Regions from separate parts of the Danio rerio genome. Here region 2 is linked to region 1. A link is a contact called in public HiCAR-type data. All regions are on one chromosome and are shown on one strand. Each heading gives the region's core, a stretch centred on a gene start, on an enhancer-like site or on the middle of the called end of the contact. The rest is flanking DNA. Distances are from core to core; before and after follow the strand shown. Region 1 overlaps nol4lb (nucleolar protein 4-like b). Region 2 overlaps nol4lb (nucleolar protein 4-like b).

Evidence for each region. HiCAR-type assays count read pairs that join an accessible place to other places.
Region 2: a contact with region 1 is called in a HiCAR-type map of caudal fin, with 4 times the contacts expected there. The contact joins two enhancer-like sites. A contact is called at or near these places in 1 of 18 Hi-C or Micro-C datasets (embryo) and 1 of 4 datasets of contacts at active chromatin or transcription factors (caudal fin).

The regions. Positions count from the first base shown.
Region 1 is chr23:20,123,062-20,130,721 of GRCz12tu, reverse strand. The region is part of intron 4 of nol4lb (nucleolar protein 4-like b); the gene reads right to left. Among named protein-coding and RNA genes, the nearest start is that of nol4lb, 80 kb to the right of the region's middle. Within about 2 kb of position 3,496, at least 8 of the 62 cell types and tissues checked have an H3K27ac peak or open chromatin away from gene starts, as enhancers often do.
Region 2 is chr23:20,204,537-20,212,196 of GRCz12tu, reverse strand. All of the region lies in intron 5 of nol4lb (nucleolar protein 4-like b), which reads right to left. Among named protein-coding and RNA genes, the nearest start is that of srms, 47 kb to the left of the region's middle. Within about 2 kb of position 3,591, at least 6 of the 62 cell types and tissues checked have an H3K27ac peak or open chromatin away from gene starts, as enhancers often do.

The DNA of each region.
Region 1 (7,660 bases), core at 2,247-4,746:
ACACATGCATTGCTGCTTGAATTTTAAAGTGAGGCATGTCTTGACAAATGTTGACATTAAAGGCTTGCTTTATCGCCTTTTATGCTTGGAAATCTCTTAACAACCTGCTGTTAGTGTGAAGTGAAATAAGATTGCACTAGCATAGATGTCCTCATGTCCTCACGAACTGTAAAACTGACCATCAGGACCGTATAGGAGCGGTAGCGTATATATAAACCAGATTACGCTGCAAAAAATGTCACTAGAAGAATACTGATATCTGAGATGACCTCACTTCCTGTAAGATATACCTTGGAGCAACGGCTTTATCCAGGTCAGCAGAGACGACTGGCACAGCCGTGCAGTTTATGACCTCTGCAACCGATCTCAGCCCTTTCTTTCTGTATGCAGTGACCAACTGATGTCTTCCAATGCGGCTTCTGCAGCCGAGCACTATTGTCTGTGAACGACCTCTGCTACTGATCCCGTCATCTCTGCCTGCAGTGTCCTAGCCTTTCTGTTAGCGTGAACAAAAGGGGCATGATCAATTTGGTTTGTCAGGAACACTAGACAAGGAACACTAGACGAGGTTCGACGCGGGATGAAGACTACAGGAGCAACTCTTTCAGATCTAACATTTAAAGAAAAACTGAAAGCAATGAAAAAAGTAATGATGATCAAGATTTGCGGTTTGATTTGTGGGAGCAAGAAGCACTTAGCAGTATTCAAGCGCAGATGACACACAAAGCTCGGAGAGGTCAGACCCTGCATTCAACAGACACACGGATTACTGTAGGTCCTACTACTGCTATTCTCCTCTAATCCAGTCAGTCACAAATCTATCTCAACGATTAACCCCTTTCCCTCCTCCACCAACAATCCCACAAATAAAACACAGATTTAACTCCTTGAAACCTTGCTGAAAATACAAGCATTGCTGTTTAGGGAAGTGAAGGACAAGAATTTAGCAATTTTGATTCAAACTCTTTTTACGTGCTGTAATATGGGTCAAATTCAGTGATGGTATAATTAGTTTAAACTGAAAGTCTCTGTCACCTTGTTTGGTGCCTGAATGGCTGCGTTCATGTTTGTATAAAGGCTGGGTGATATAACAAAAATGTGGTATCATATGTTATGTTATTTTCTTAACTATAAAGTAACTTTCTGAAAGTAATAAATACATTTTCAAAGGTTTATACAAAACACCTAGTTCTTTCCATTTAGTCAAGTTATAATATAATATAATATAATATAATATAATATATTTTCATAAAGTAGTATAAACTGATGAGTTTGAATGTGACTCATCTGTGAGTTGCTTTGACTCATTCAATAATAAAAAATAAAAATAAAAAAACAGCATGAGAGTCAATCATCCTCAAATCAGACTACACTGCTCAACTCTTTGTTGCTGTCTGCACAAGAGTGAATACATTTTGGTGAAAAATCATTCAGGCGACGTAGTGGTGCAGAAGGTAGTGCTGTCGCCTCACAGCAAGAAGGTCGTTGGTTCGAGCATCATCTGGGTCAGTTGACATTTTTGTGTGGAGTTTGCATGTTCTCCCTGGTTTCATCCAGGTGATCCGGTTTCCCCCACAGTCCAAAGACATGCGGTACAGGTGAATTGGGTTAAATTGTACGTAGTGTATGAGTGTGAGTGAGTGTGTATGGATGTTTCCCAGAGATGGATTGCAGAGATGGATCCGCTACATAAATTATATGCTGGATAAATTGATGGTTCATTCCGTTGTGGCGACCCAGACAGATTAATAAAAGAACTAAGACAAAAAGAAAATGAATGAATAAAAAAATAATTCGCACATACACTCACCGGCCACTTTATTACTTTGTTAGGTAGACTTGTTCAACTGCTTGTTAACCCAAATTTATAATCAGCCAATCACATGGCAGCAACTCAATGCATTTAGGCATGTAGACTTGGTCAAGACAATCTTCTGCAGTTCAAACCAAGCATCCGAATGGGTAAGAAATTAGATTTAAGTGACTGTTAACGTGGCATGGTTGTTGATGCCAAACAGGCTGGTCATAAACTTTTTTTTTATTTTATAAACCACTGATCTACTGGGGTTTGCATGCACAACCATCTCTAGGGTTTACAGAGAATGATCCAAAAAAGAGAAAGTATTCAATAAGCAGCAGTTCTGTGGGTGTAAATGCCTTGTTGATGCCAGAGGTCAGAGGAGAATGGCCAGACTGGTTCAAGCAGATAGAAAGGCAACAGAAACTCAAATAACCACTCGTTACAACCAAGGTATGCAAAAGAGCATCTCTGAATGCACAACTCATCCAATCTTGAGGCTACTGTCAGCTAAGAACAGGAAACTGAGACAGCAATTCACCAAAATTGGACAATAGAAGATTGGAAAAATTTTGCCTGGTCTGATCAGTCTTAACTTCTGCTGCGACATTCGAATAGCAGGGTCAGAATTTGCCGTAACAACATTATTCATCCTGCCTTGTATCAACAGTTCAGGCTGCTGGTGGTGGTATAATGGTGTGGGGGATATTTTCTTGGCACACTTTGGTACCAATTGAGCATTGTGTCAATGTCACAGCCTACCTGAGTATTGTTGCTGACCATGTCCATCCCTTTATGACCACAGGGTACCCATCTTCTGATGGCTACTACCAGCAGGTTAGCATGTCATAAAGCGCGAATCATCTCAGACTGGTTTCTTGAACATGACAATGAGTTCAATGTACTCAAATGGCCTCCAAAGTCACCAGATCCCAATCCAATAGAGCACCTTTGAGATGTGGTGGAACGAGAGATTACCATTATGGATGTGCAGCCATCAAATCTGCAGCAACTGTGTGAATGCTATCATGTAAATATGGACCAAAATCTCTGTGGAAATATTTCCAATACCTCGTTGAATCAATGCCATAAAGAATTAAGGCAATTCTGAAGGCAAAAAGGGGTCCAACCCGATACTACTATACCTAATAAAGTGGCCGGTGAGTGTATATTATCTTATTTAACTGCAAACCTAAAACTAAAATATGATAATTTTTAGTGCTGTTTAGTCAGAATATGTAAAAGCAATGTTAACCTGGCAAATATGAGCAAACTTTTCTGAACTTTATATTGTTGCATCAAGTACAGATGACAAAGTCCCTTTGAAATAAAGTATCTTTATGCTCAGAAACACAGAAAGCTTAAACATATAAAAACTTTACCAAAATACCAAATATTCAAAAACTACAGGATTTTGAATGCAATCTATCTATTTCCATCATGGTTAGAATATACAGATGCCATTCAGCCAAAGAAGTACCAGCTTTCTTTTGAGCAGAGAAGTCGCCCTAAGGACCGCTTTCAGACTTTAAATTAGTATGAAAAAGCACAGGCTGGCCTGCAGGGAGGCCTGACGTTCTGCTGGATGAGTCTTACATACAGTGAAGTGCTAGAAAAGCACAGAGCAGCAGAGAGGGCATTGGGGAGCCTGTGTGTCATATCCTAGATTCCTCCCTCAGGTCTAGGCACATGTTGCCCAAGAGGAAACGAGCCGTGAAAAGACAGGAAATTACACGGTGGGGGATCCATCATCAGCAGAGCAACTCATTGGTTAGTTGGATGCTCACATGGACTGTGAAAAAAACCCACAATAACAATCCAAACAAACATACTGGGTTTGGGCACTTAGATGTAATGATAATAGATTGCTCTGTGACACAGATGCACAGAAACAAGCAGAAATGATTAAGATCAAACCTGCTGTGTCTTATTGGGTAATCGGAATGCTATGACAAATCAAAAAAAAAAAAGTCCTGTAAAAGAAAATTTATAAGGGAAACCTTTAAACTGGTATGTAATGTAAATTGCAATGCTTTATAAAACTGTAATATGATGAATGCATGTAAACAGTGATATAGTTTCAACAAAAAAGCGAGACAATAATAAAGGCTAATGTGGATACTATTACATACTAAGGCCCAATCCCAATTCTACCCCTTAGCCCTTCCACTTACCTTATGCTAAACAGAATTGGGACACCCCACCCACATGGTTTCCGCTAGATTCATTCTGCCATGCGGGGGACACCAAAATTCATCCAGCCACAGCTACATTACATAGCTTCTCATTCAAGACATTCAGTCATTGTTGTTTTTTTAATAGTGGGTTATAATCGCACCAAAAAGCATTAAAAGGTAAGTGAATTAAAACAATGCAAGTTTCTCTGTAACGGTAGTAGTGCTGCGCTTTACTTGTTTAACCCTTCAAGGTGACGTGCTGAGAGACTGACGGGTGCGTGATGCGTGAGGCCAGCAAACACGGCGTAGCTTTCAGTTAACTGAACAGTTTCCATAATTATACCTTATTTATAGATAAAGTTTTGCATACAGTAACTTAATTGTGATGGAGTTTATTGCCGTTTCACTTTACTTCAGGACGAATTAATGCCGCTCATTGGGTCTATTGGAGAAATTCATAAATATTCCTAGCAAATCTTATAAATGTTGGAGACATACGTACTACATAAAGCATCGATCTGCACTTGAGTAACATATATTTTAGGGCTGCAAGAAGTTTTGTGCACGAGCAGAGAAAATCGGCATGCAAGAAAAAAGTGATTCTCCATTTGTTGAATTATTGAAATAACGCCATAGGTAGTTGGTATATTTGTGTAAAAAAGCTGGAAAAAATCCTAGAGGAAACACTGATCCCTATACGTAAACGTGCAAGGGAGGGGGGGGGTCCCAATTCTGTTTAGCATGAAGGTGTAAGGTTAAGGGAAAGGGCTAGATAGATAAAACAGACATTTTTCTTGACCACGCCTGAAACCAAGTCTGTATCCTAGAATCACATACTTACATACTATATAGTATGCTAAAAACAGTAAGCGTGAAGTACCCGGATGACTTACTAATTCCAGCAAGATTCTGAAGTGTGCATCGGATGGACACTACGCTATCCCATGATGCCCCGCAAGAGAATTTATGAATGGGAGTGAAGCAACGCAACTGACACGGGTAGTTCACTTGATCATGACAAAATGACGAATGTAGTACGTCTGAATTTCATTCATACTGTTCCCATTCATACTGTATAAAATGTACTTTTCTAACTGCTGAGTAGTACGTTTAAATTCAAATACAGTACCTACTAAGTAGTAGGCGGTTTCGGACACAGCCCAAAGGGTAAATGAATTTCCCAGAATGTACCACCAACAACGGCAGCGTGGCTGCACACGGAAGTAAGGAGATGCACAAATTAGAATTTTTAGTCATTATTACAACATTTTACATTTAACAAGCATATGTTTTAATACAATCATAACAGAATTTGTCTTTTACCATCATGCTTTTTATATAAAAAATTCTAAATAATAACTCTTGTACAGTAACGTTAGTCCCGCAACATACTTTCACATCTATCACTTGATGACACTTGAATACCCTGTCAGAAAAGTCTAGTGGGAATGAGCTTTTTACAGTGTCTGGTGTGGCCACGGTGTAAATACATAGTACATTTACGAGCTTATTGCCGCATTAAACTGTTATGATAACATGATATATGCCTTCAGTTCCTGTAGATAAATACCAAAAAATAACGCAACTGGAATAACTACAGCAGTCACCATCATCAATCTCATATTAAGTACGAGCTTGCGCTGACTTGTAATGACATGTGCGGGTGTTGTAGTGGTGTCCCATTTCTTAGGGGTCAAATTTAAAGCCCTTCCCCTTCACCCTGTGTTTTAAGGGCCAAGGGGAAGGGGTAGGGGAAGAGGTAAAAAACAGAATTGTGATTGGGCTTAACAGTGACAGTACTCAGCTTGCAATATCACTGACAAAAAAAGACAAGACTAAAACAGATAAACAAAATATAATAAAGAAAAAGTAAAATTATAGAAATACATATATTTTTGTTGTATTTTTGATCAATAAATGTAGCTTTGGTAAGCAGAAAGTTCTTTCAAGATACAGTATATGTATCACTCAATGTGTATCATTCTCAAAGTGGTGTTTGAAGGGCTTGTTCACCCAAAAGTTATATTCTGCCATCATGTACTCAAATTCTCTTGTTCAAAACCTATTTGAGCTCCTTTCTTCTGTTGAGCACAAAGATCTGAAAAATGCTGGCTGCTAAAACCCATTCACTTCCATAATAATTTTATTCCTACTATGAAAGTCAATGTGCATCTAGTATCCTTCAAAATATCTTATTTTGTGTTCAGCAGAAGAAAGAATGCATAAATGTTTAAAACCACATGCGGAAGAATAAATGATGAGATAATTGTAAGCATTTTTGTGAACTATCCCTTTAATGAGTCATTTTTTACTCTGGAATAACATTCAAAACAAAAATGTGTGCATTAATAGAGTAAATAGCGTCAATTTAAATTTCACGTTGACTTTAAGATACGACACGTCCCATCTGCAGAGATGTGAGAACAAGTGGTCATACAGACCCATGGGACACTAAAACAGTGGCGCTGAGAAAGACGCGCATCGCGAGGCTCCAGATGGGAATTTTGATGTGTCTTGTAATAGCTGGAGAAGAGCAGAGGATGGTACAGACCCTCTCGGAGAGCCAAGAAGCAAAAGAGACAGTCATTGGAATACCGCAGGGACAATACAAAGAACAATAGATTCAAGCTGAGAAAGGCAGAGGGGGAGAGAATAAGGAGAACAAGCAGAAGGGAACAGAAAAAAAAATGGGAGAGGATGAGTTTGACTATTTAGATGCCTATAAAGCACGAGGAGGAGGGAGAGAAGGAGCGAGGGAGATCCTCACTGCCGAACAGCTTGGCTTTAGGGAGGGATTATGGCTCACAGAGCTTCCCTTCTGCTGGACAGTGTGACGTGGGGGTCAGGAAAAGTGATTTTATTTTGGTAGGCTTTATCCTTGTGAAGCTCTGGCAGAAGGCAGAGGATGATAAAGGCGGTTTTAAAGCCTTTAACCCTTCGTCAACCCTCTTCGCTCTTTATTTATAAAGCCATTAAACAAAAAAAATGTAAGAGGCTCTGTAAAATGTGAGAAAAAGTACTGAAAAAATGAATTGTGTATCATGCCAAAATGAGGTGATGTGGAAAAAAAGTTAAGAAAAAAATAAATTTTGGCATTTGACTCAAGTGTCACATTTCTCTGGTTCTTAGACGCCCACATCAGTCTGCAAATCACCTGCCAGAGGCACAGAAGAGCAGAAGAGACAGAAACAACTCCGGAATATCTGCTGAGCTGTCTATGAATTGTGCAAAACGATGCAGAGTAACTTTTTCTTGGAAAGATTTTTATTTTTTATTTTTTGCAATACTTGTTCACACGAGAGTACAATGTCTATCAATATAAAAGTGTCTTTATTTTAAAGATTTTTATAGTGACTCAAAGCAGTAGTGTGTGAAATGGTATCATACACACCCTAAAAAGATCATCAAAGGCATAAATCTCTGAAATGTAATGATGCAAAAAGCACTTTGTGAGATCTGTGAGTTAGCAAGCGGTTCTCTGGTTTCAGGCCATCATGCGATATAACGACGACAGCCTGCAGAACCAGCTTTGCCAGATCTACACAAAACCCACAACAAAAACGCTTCAAAGTGTATGCCAGACACATTTTGAATAAAACACAGTTATCCAATAAGAACAGTTATACCACTGAATCTTGTTCTGCAGCTTCCTAATCAACAAGCAATATGTGTTTAAAACAAGTTC
Region 2 (7,660 bases), core at 2,342-4,841, 81 kb before region 1:
AATACTATATCCTTTTCCAATGTAAACTATCATCTGAGATGACTCTGTCATGCATGACACACAATACTACACTAAACTGTTCAGTGAGTTTGTCCTATTGATTGTTCAAATTCAAATAAATAGACAACTACAAAACTTTTTAAATACGAGCCATGACCATACGAGAATCATTGAGGAAGTTTACATTGGCACCAATAATTCAATTTAATACGGTTAAGACTCTGATTAAGAGTCTACCATGTAAACAGTCATTTTTGATTACCTTAATCAGACTAAAGTCATAATCAAACTAAACAGAAATCGAATTAAGACACGTGGAGTACGTTGATTTTAGTTACATTACTGAAGAGCAGTCCAGACATGTAAACTAATACCGTCATGTAGGATTTTCGCTGCATTTTGGGACATCTTGTCTATACACATGGCTGTTTGACACTATTATCTGCACCTACCGAGTCAGTGAAAGACCACAAAGGAGTTTTTTTTCCCATACGGCATGCTGTATTCCATTAAAACTACACTCTTCCAGCAGTTAATACTCGCATCCAATATCTCTTTTGTCACGGGGACATGCATAAACTGTTCCTGAATGAAAGGGAAAGTGCCAAACTGCAGTAGTCAATAAATTTAAAATGAAACACACAACATTACATGAAACTCTGGTGGACATGTGGATAGCGCAGAGACGTTAATTGAGTTATGTGCTATAACATGTCAAACGTGATCATGAAGGGAATGTAAACACATGTAAACACCTTAATCATATTATTGTCTTATTCAAATTAAGGCAAATAATTTGAAAACTGATGTCTATGTAATCGAAGTCATTGATGCCAGTGCAATAAATTGGATACAAGCTCATACATCATTAAAAATTGCACCATTTGTCGGTGCCAATAGCCTAATGGTTAAGTGCTGCTTAACCATGATGCTTACGATGACCCGAGTTCGATTCCCGGCTCAAGGTCCTTTGCTGATCTTTCCCCTCTCTCTGCTCCCAATACTTTCCTGAAACCTTCACTATCCTATCCAAATTAACCTCCTAGGTCACAGGTGTCAAACTCACTTCCAAAAGGGCCGCAGCTCTGCACAGTTTACTTCCAACCCTAATTAAACACACCTGATCAAACTAATTGAGTCCTTCAGGCTTGTTTGAAACCTACAGGTAAGTGTGTTGGAGCAGGGTTGGAACTAAACTGTGCAGGGCTTCGGCCCTCCAGGAATTGAGTTTGACACCCCTGTCCTAGGGCTTAGTGGCCACATACGTGGACAGCACAATTTAGCTCTTAAGGAGTTTTCAAACTTTTAGAACACCCCCCAAATGTCCAATTTCACTCACGCTGAACAGTGTGATTGAGTTGAACATTGAGTATGTTTACATGGACAACAATACGTTAATACAATTTTTATACTCTGATTAAGAGTCTACCATGTAAACAGCAATTTTTTTATTACCTTAATCTGACTAAAGTCATAATTGAACTAAACAGAAATGGAATAAGACGTGGAGTATGCATATATTAATGGCATTATTATAGTAAAGACTGCAATCAAACTATTACCGTCATGTAGGACTTTTCGCTGCATTTTGTGACAAGATCAACACATGCGGCTGTTAGTAAAGGACCGCACACACAAACACACACACACATCGCAAAACACAGAAGTTTTTTCCTGTCCATGCAACGTGCGGTATCAATAAAATAAACACTCTTCCACCAGTCCTTACTTTATATTCACGCCAAATACCCCAGTTTGTCAGGGAGATTGAATGAAATGTTTATGAGTGAAAGTTAAACTGCGGAACTGCAGTTAAAGTCGAGAAATTGATAATGAAACAAAATTAGCCTACATGAGACTCTGTAGGTAACACGAATAGCCTGGTGACACAACATTCAAAAAGCAATTCAGGTTATTATATTATTGTGTTATTCAGATTAAGGCAAATAACTATTACTGATGTCCATGTAAAACATAGTCAGTATGTCTTCAAAGTAAGTAAAAGATTCAGAAGGGCATCCTGCTGATTTGATTCAGAAAGGAACTTTTTTGTCAGACGGCTCACTGGTTTGACTTTCTTTCATTCACCGTCATTCGTTTTAAAAAGCACCCGCTCCATTCTGTTTGTATATATTTTACTGGAACGCATTAACTCTAAAGGTGCCTGATAGTTAGCTGTAAAGCCTACGTTAATCATATTATTCTCTCTAGTGAACGCATAAAAATCGTCATCATAATTTACTCGAGTGCACAGCTCAATGTCTCGCGCCCCCCTGGTGGGGCACCCCACAGTTTGAAAACTCCTGATTTAAAATACTTTGAATGTTTTATATTTTGTTACAGACATACAGTGCCATCCTGCAACTGTTTTGAAATGCATATGAAATGTCCCAAACATATATATTTTTACTGTCCAAAATGGGAAAAAAAATAGTTTTTACTCTGATAGTCAAAACATGTTAAAAAAAAAATCTATGTTAAATATGCATAAAAAACAGCCAGGAAAAAGTGTTTTATGTACATTCAGACCACAAGTCCACATTTATGGACATCATTTTTCTCTAAAAGTACATCGTATCAAAAGATGATCCTTAGGTTTTTATTCTAATTAGGTTCTAATAAGTCCAAGTAGCAAGGAGAAAAAAATGCATGTAAAAAACACCTTGGGCCTTAAGAGGTTTTAAAGTTGAAACCCCCCTAAAAAAATAAAATAAAATAAATTGCACTTATGCATTAATGTCCACCTTAAGCAAAGGTTTGTTTTTAGCTGCTGTTTAAAAACAAAGAATGGTCCCAGTGTTATAAACAATTCTATCTATCAGAAGAATAAACTAACAAACACGCTTAAACAGCTGGCGCCAACTTATCTGCTTTTCAACAAGTCAGTCGCATTTACCAGCTGGATGTTATATCACCTAGTTAATATTCATGAGTTAAGGTGTTATAATGTGCCTCTGACTTTTCAGATCATTCGTATTTCTACAGCCCGGATAATTGCTCACAACTCCTTGCATCTCTGTAATGTGCAAGAGCTCCTCTATTTTAAACATACACAAGGGAGAGCAGATGAACAACAGGTTGAGGAGCTTCACACACACCGTCACACTTTACTGCAAATGAATATTGTATCCCAGAGACGGGAGGAGTTTAGTGAGAGAACAAGGTGCAGCTAACCTTTTTTTGCTCCCTATCTCTCTCTCTTTTGTCACACACATGCTCATTTGCAAGTCTGTAGTGCAACTCAAAACAAGCAATGATTTCCAATACTTAACGGGGGGCGAATCTGTGCTTAAATTGCCTTTGGTCGGAGGCCCTATACATACTAACACACCGGCAAGCCTAAGCTACGACTTTACACAAGCACGTTCTCCAATTTTAGTTGAGCTGACGCGATAGGAGACCTGCGTAATGTCCGATTGTCTCTGAATGCAGGTGCACGTCTTGGTGCCAGACCAGATTGAAAAACAAAAAAATGGATGTGAGGTCATGAGAGAGGGAAGAGATATGCAGGAAGCGGAGGGGTAGGAAAGTAAGAGATGGGGGTTTTTAGCAATGCACCAGTCTGAGAGGAGGAACGGGTGCTGGCGGTGGGGTGGGGGGAGGGTTATGGGGAACATTTGCTGTCTTAAAGAAACCGTCCTCCTCCTGCTGCGGTGGTCTAGAGGGAGAGAGGAGGAATATTGAAAGTGCAGGAGAGAGCAAGAGAGAGAATGGGAGACTGAATTATTGCATCTTTGCACAAGTGTGGACTAGCAGTAATAGGCAAAACCGATATACTGTAGGGGTGTGGAGGGAGAATGTGCAAGAAAAATAGAAAAGCCAAAGCTGAACAAGAAAATAATAGAGGATGGGATGAAGAAAGAGAGAGAAAGCAGTTTGGGGTGGTGTGTGCCAAAGAGAGCAAATACCTTTACTGTCAGCACACAGCACATTTGTGGTTAACATGCATAGCCTGAACACCGCAGTGACACCTCTCAATAATGCTGCTCTCATATATATTGTACATACATTTTATACATACATACTAACTCTTTTGACATTAAAAGATTGGTATTGTGTAAAAGGCTTTGATGCAATTTTGAAGAAATATCAGCAGTAATTACAGAATAAATCAAAAAAATTGATTTAGATGTAATTTAGATGATTATTCATTCATTTATTTTCTTTTCGGCTTAGTCCCTTCAACTTATCCAGCATATGTTTACACAGCAGATGCCTTTCCAGCTGCAACCCATCACTGTGAAACACCCATATGCTCTCATTCACACACATACACTACAACCAATTTAGCTTATTCAATTCACCTATAGCGCATGTCTACTGGCACATATCTCTCAGCTGATGACCACTAATAACCCCCATTCAATTGAGTGATGACATTCAAATCGACTGTCCTGGAGGGCCGGTGTCCTGCTGAGTTTAGCTCCAATCCTAATCAAACACACCTGAACAAGCTAATCAGGGTTTTACTAGGTATGCAGTACTTGAAATTTCTAGGCAGGTTTGTTGAGGCAAGTTGAAGCTAAAATATGTAAAAACACCGGCCCTTCAGGACAAGGACTTGTGTCCCCTGATCTTGACTGTTAAATATAATTTGCTTATCTTTTACTCCACTGTTTTTGCCTGTTTGACATCACTACACAAGTAAATATAATAATAATAATAATAATAATAATAATAATAATAATAATAATAATTAGCAGGTTAGTATAGGCTGCATCCAGCTGTTTGATAAGAACAAATTTTGTTCAGCAAGCTTTACATTTAATTAAAGTGCTAGTAAATAATTACAGCTCAGATCCATAGTATGTGTCTAATTTCTTAGTTTGTGGCAAGTAGTCATGTAATAAGTTGCACAATGTACATCCAGCCGGTTGTTGTTGCACAAGATCATACAAAAACCCTCCCCTTCACATTAGGCTGCTGATAAACCTGTCAGGTTTTATACTGCAATAATAAAGCACATAGCTTACATAACACAAATTTAATTAAATACAAACTCATTTGTGTAATACGTTTGAAAATAGTTGCTTTATAAAAAGTGCATTTTATTACATTACAGTCAACATCAGAAAGTTGATGATCAAGATGTTGTCTATAGTGTCCTATATATGCTGTATAAATAGTGTTCTTTTCAAAATGTGATATCTATGTGTATAATATATTTTTTAGGAAATTGTTTTGAAGTGACCAAAGCACTGTTAGTCTTTTTTTACATTTAAAATTTTGAACAAATCTTATCACACCTTCATATAATAAAACATATTAACATTCTCAAATCATAACAACATTCAAACTCATATTAAATAAATCCAGAAAAAATAAGGGGTCTCTTATTATTTTTTTTTACATAGCTCTGCATGTTTACATTATATATATATATATATATATATATATATATATATATATATATATATATATATATATATATATATATATATATATATATATGTAATTTACACAAACAAACTTCTAATCGACAGCTCAAGTGTAAATGCCTTTGGTCTGCCTGGTTTCATCATTGGTAATTGGGTTCTGCTCAGTTCTGTCATGCATGTGGAAATGTATCTGCTTAAAATGCTAAACAGCAGTTTTATTGGAATCCCACACCAGACTCCAAACAGAAGGCACAGCAGGAGGATGTCTCTTTAAATGTGCAGTAATGGGTCAGTTCTTACTGTATGCTGTTTTGTAGCTCACAAAATTTTTAAATTTAATTACACAGTGGGATGGAGTGGGAGTGTGGCCACTGGCGGCGAGTCCTCATTTAGGGTGGGCAGTCACATGCCGCTGTCAAAACATATTAACCCCTCCCCTCTTCATGTTCCAGCAGAGAGAAAGAAAGAGAGAGAGATCGAGAGAGAGAGAGAGAGAGAGAGAGAGAGAGAGAGATGGCAGAAAGCCCACTGAGAGACGCTTCTACTGTAGTTCAGACCCTGATGATCATACATTTCTCATCCTCTCTTTAGCGAACAATGCCAATCAACTGTGAGCCGTGCATCCTAAGACACACATATTATATATGGAATATTAGTGATGAAGGTTGATTGGGAGTGTGTGAGGGTCAGGTTTCCTGTGGTTTGTGCTTCTTAAGTGTGTGACTCAGCAGTCTATTCAGAGATCTCCGCCTCTATCTGTCCTCTTTCATATTCTCTTCTCATCCTCATACTCTTTACATACATTGAAGGGTTGAAAGGATACATTAGTATCTTAAGATGGCTGGAATAGATTCATAGTACTGTGCTGTGTATTAAATCATAATTTACAAGCCCTTCATCTAGTTTACATGTATACTAAAACAAAAACCTTTAAAAGGGCGACTTCACTATGACGCCATAAAAAAACTACATTTAATTTACCTTTGATTTCCCAAAGAACCTTTCAGTGAGCATTTTTTCTTTGATTAACTAAAATATTAATATTCCAAAGAACAGGGATAAAGAATGGTTTGTGGAATTTAAAGGTTCCACAGATGTTAAAGGTTCTTCAAGGTACCAGTGATGCCAATAATAAAAAATAAGAATGTAACAGAACAGCAGATGCTGACAAAGCGAGGACAAATCCACATATGCACAACAAAAAAGATTGAATTTTAAATGAGTTACAATATCGTATAGAGAAGAATAGAGTCCAGACTCAGTGTTGCCAGATTGGACGGTTTTGAATTTGATTGTGCAGGTAAAAAATGCCATTGGCGGGCAGATCAAATTTGGGCGGTTTTGAAACGTAAATTTTATATGCCACTTTTTTTAACAAAACCTAACTGTGTGCCCCTACTCCATTCTGTTATTAGTGACCAGTGCATATCACAAGTTGTGTGGGTCTACCTGTAAGAGGAGGTGAAGGAAAGTTGTATCACAAATAGACTCCGGGACAAATCTGATTCCCCTTCGCGTGCAGTTAAACTCACAGCGGTTTATAATGACACTTCTATCAATCTTTTTTTTTTCTGCAACTGACAACAAGTATTTTGTTACAAATTTATACCCCACTTTGTAAGTAAAACATACTCTAATATGTAGTACTCTAATAATCTAAATACAACATTGAGTTCGATGTGACCTGGTTATGTTGTGGTTTTGTGACTGTATGGTTAAATATTCTGATAGTTAAAATAACTAGGTTAATTTCGAAGGCAGAATTTACCTTGCTTTGAAGAGCTTGGCAACAAAGAGGCAGGAGAAAAAAACCTGCAGTGTGTGCTTAAAATAAATAAACCAGTATCAACATAGTTATAATTGCAGTCGCATTGTACAGACAGATGTCAAACCAATCGCTAAAATTCCAAAATATTGGATTGTTTCATTTACTGAGACAAAATCACATAAAAAAGTTATATGTGACTGTCCAAAGCAGTGTTTCTCAAAAATGTGCCTGGAGGACCATAAACACTACATGTTTTAAATGTCTCCTTTGGAGTTTTTTCAGTCTCTGCTAATAAGCTGATGATCTGAATCAGGTCTGTTTGGTTAAGGAGACTTGGAAATGTGCAGAGCTAATGGTCCTTCAGGAACGTGGCTGAGAAACACTGGCTGAGAAACACCTAAGCAGTGTCTTGTTTCTCAAACAGAACTAATATTTTTAACAAACAAACTAACAAAGATTAGAAAATCTAGCCACTACAAGTGATTTGATCACTAGTAAACAAACTTATATCCTA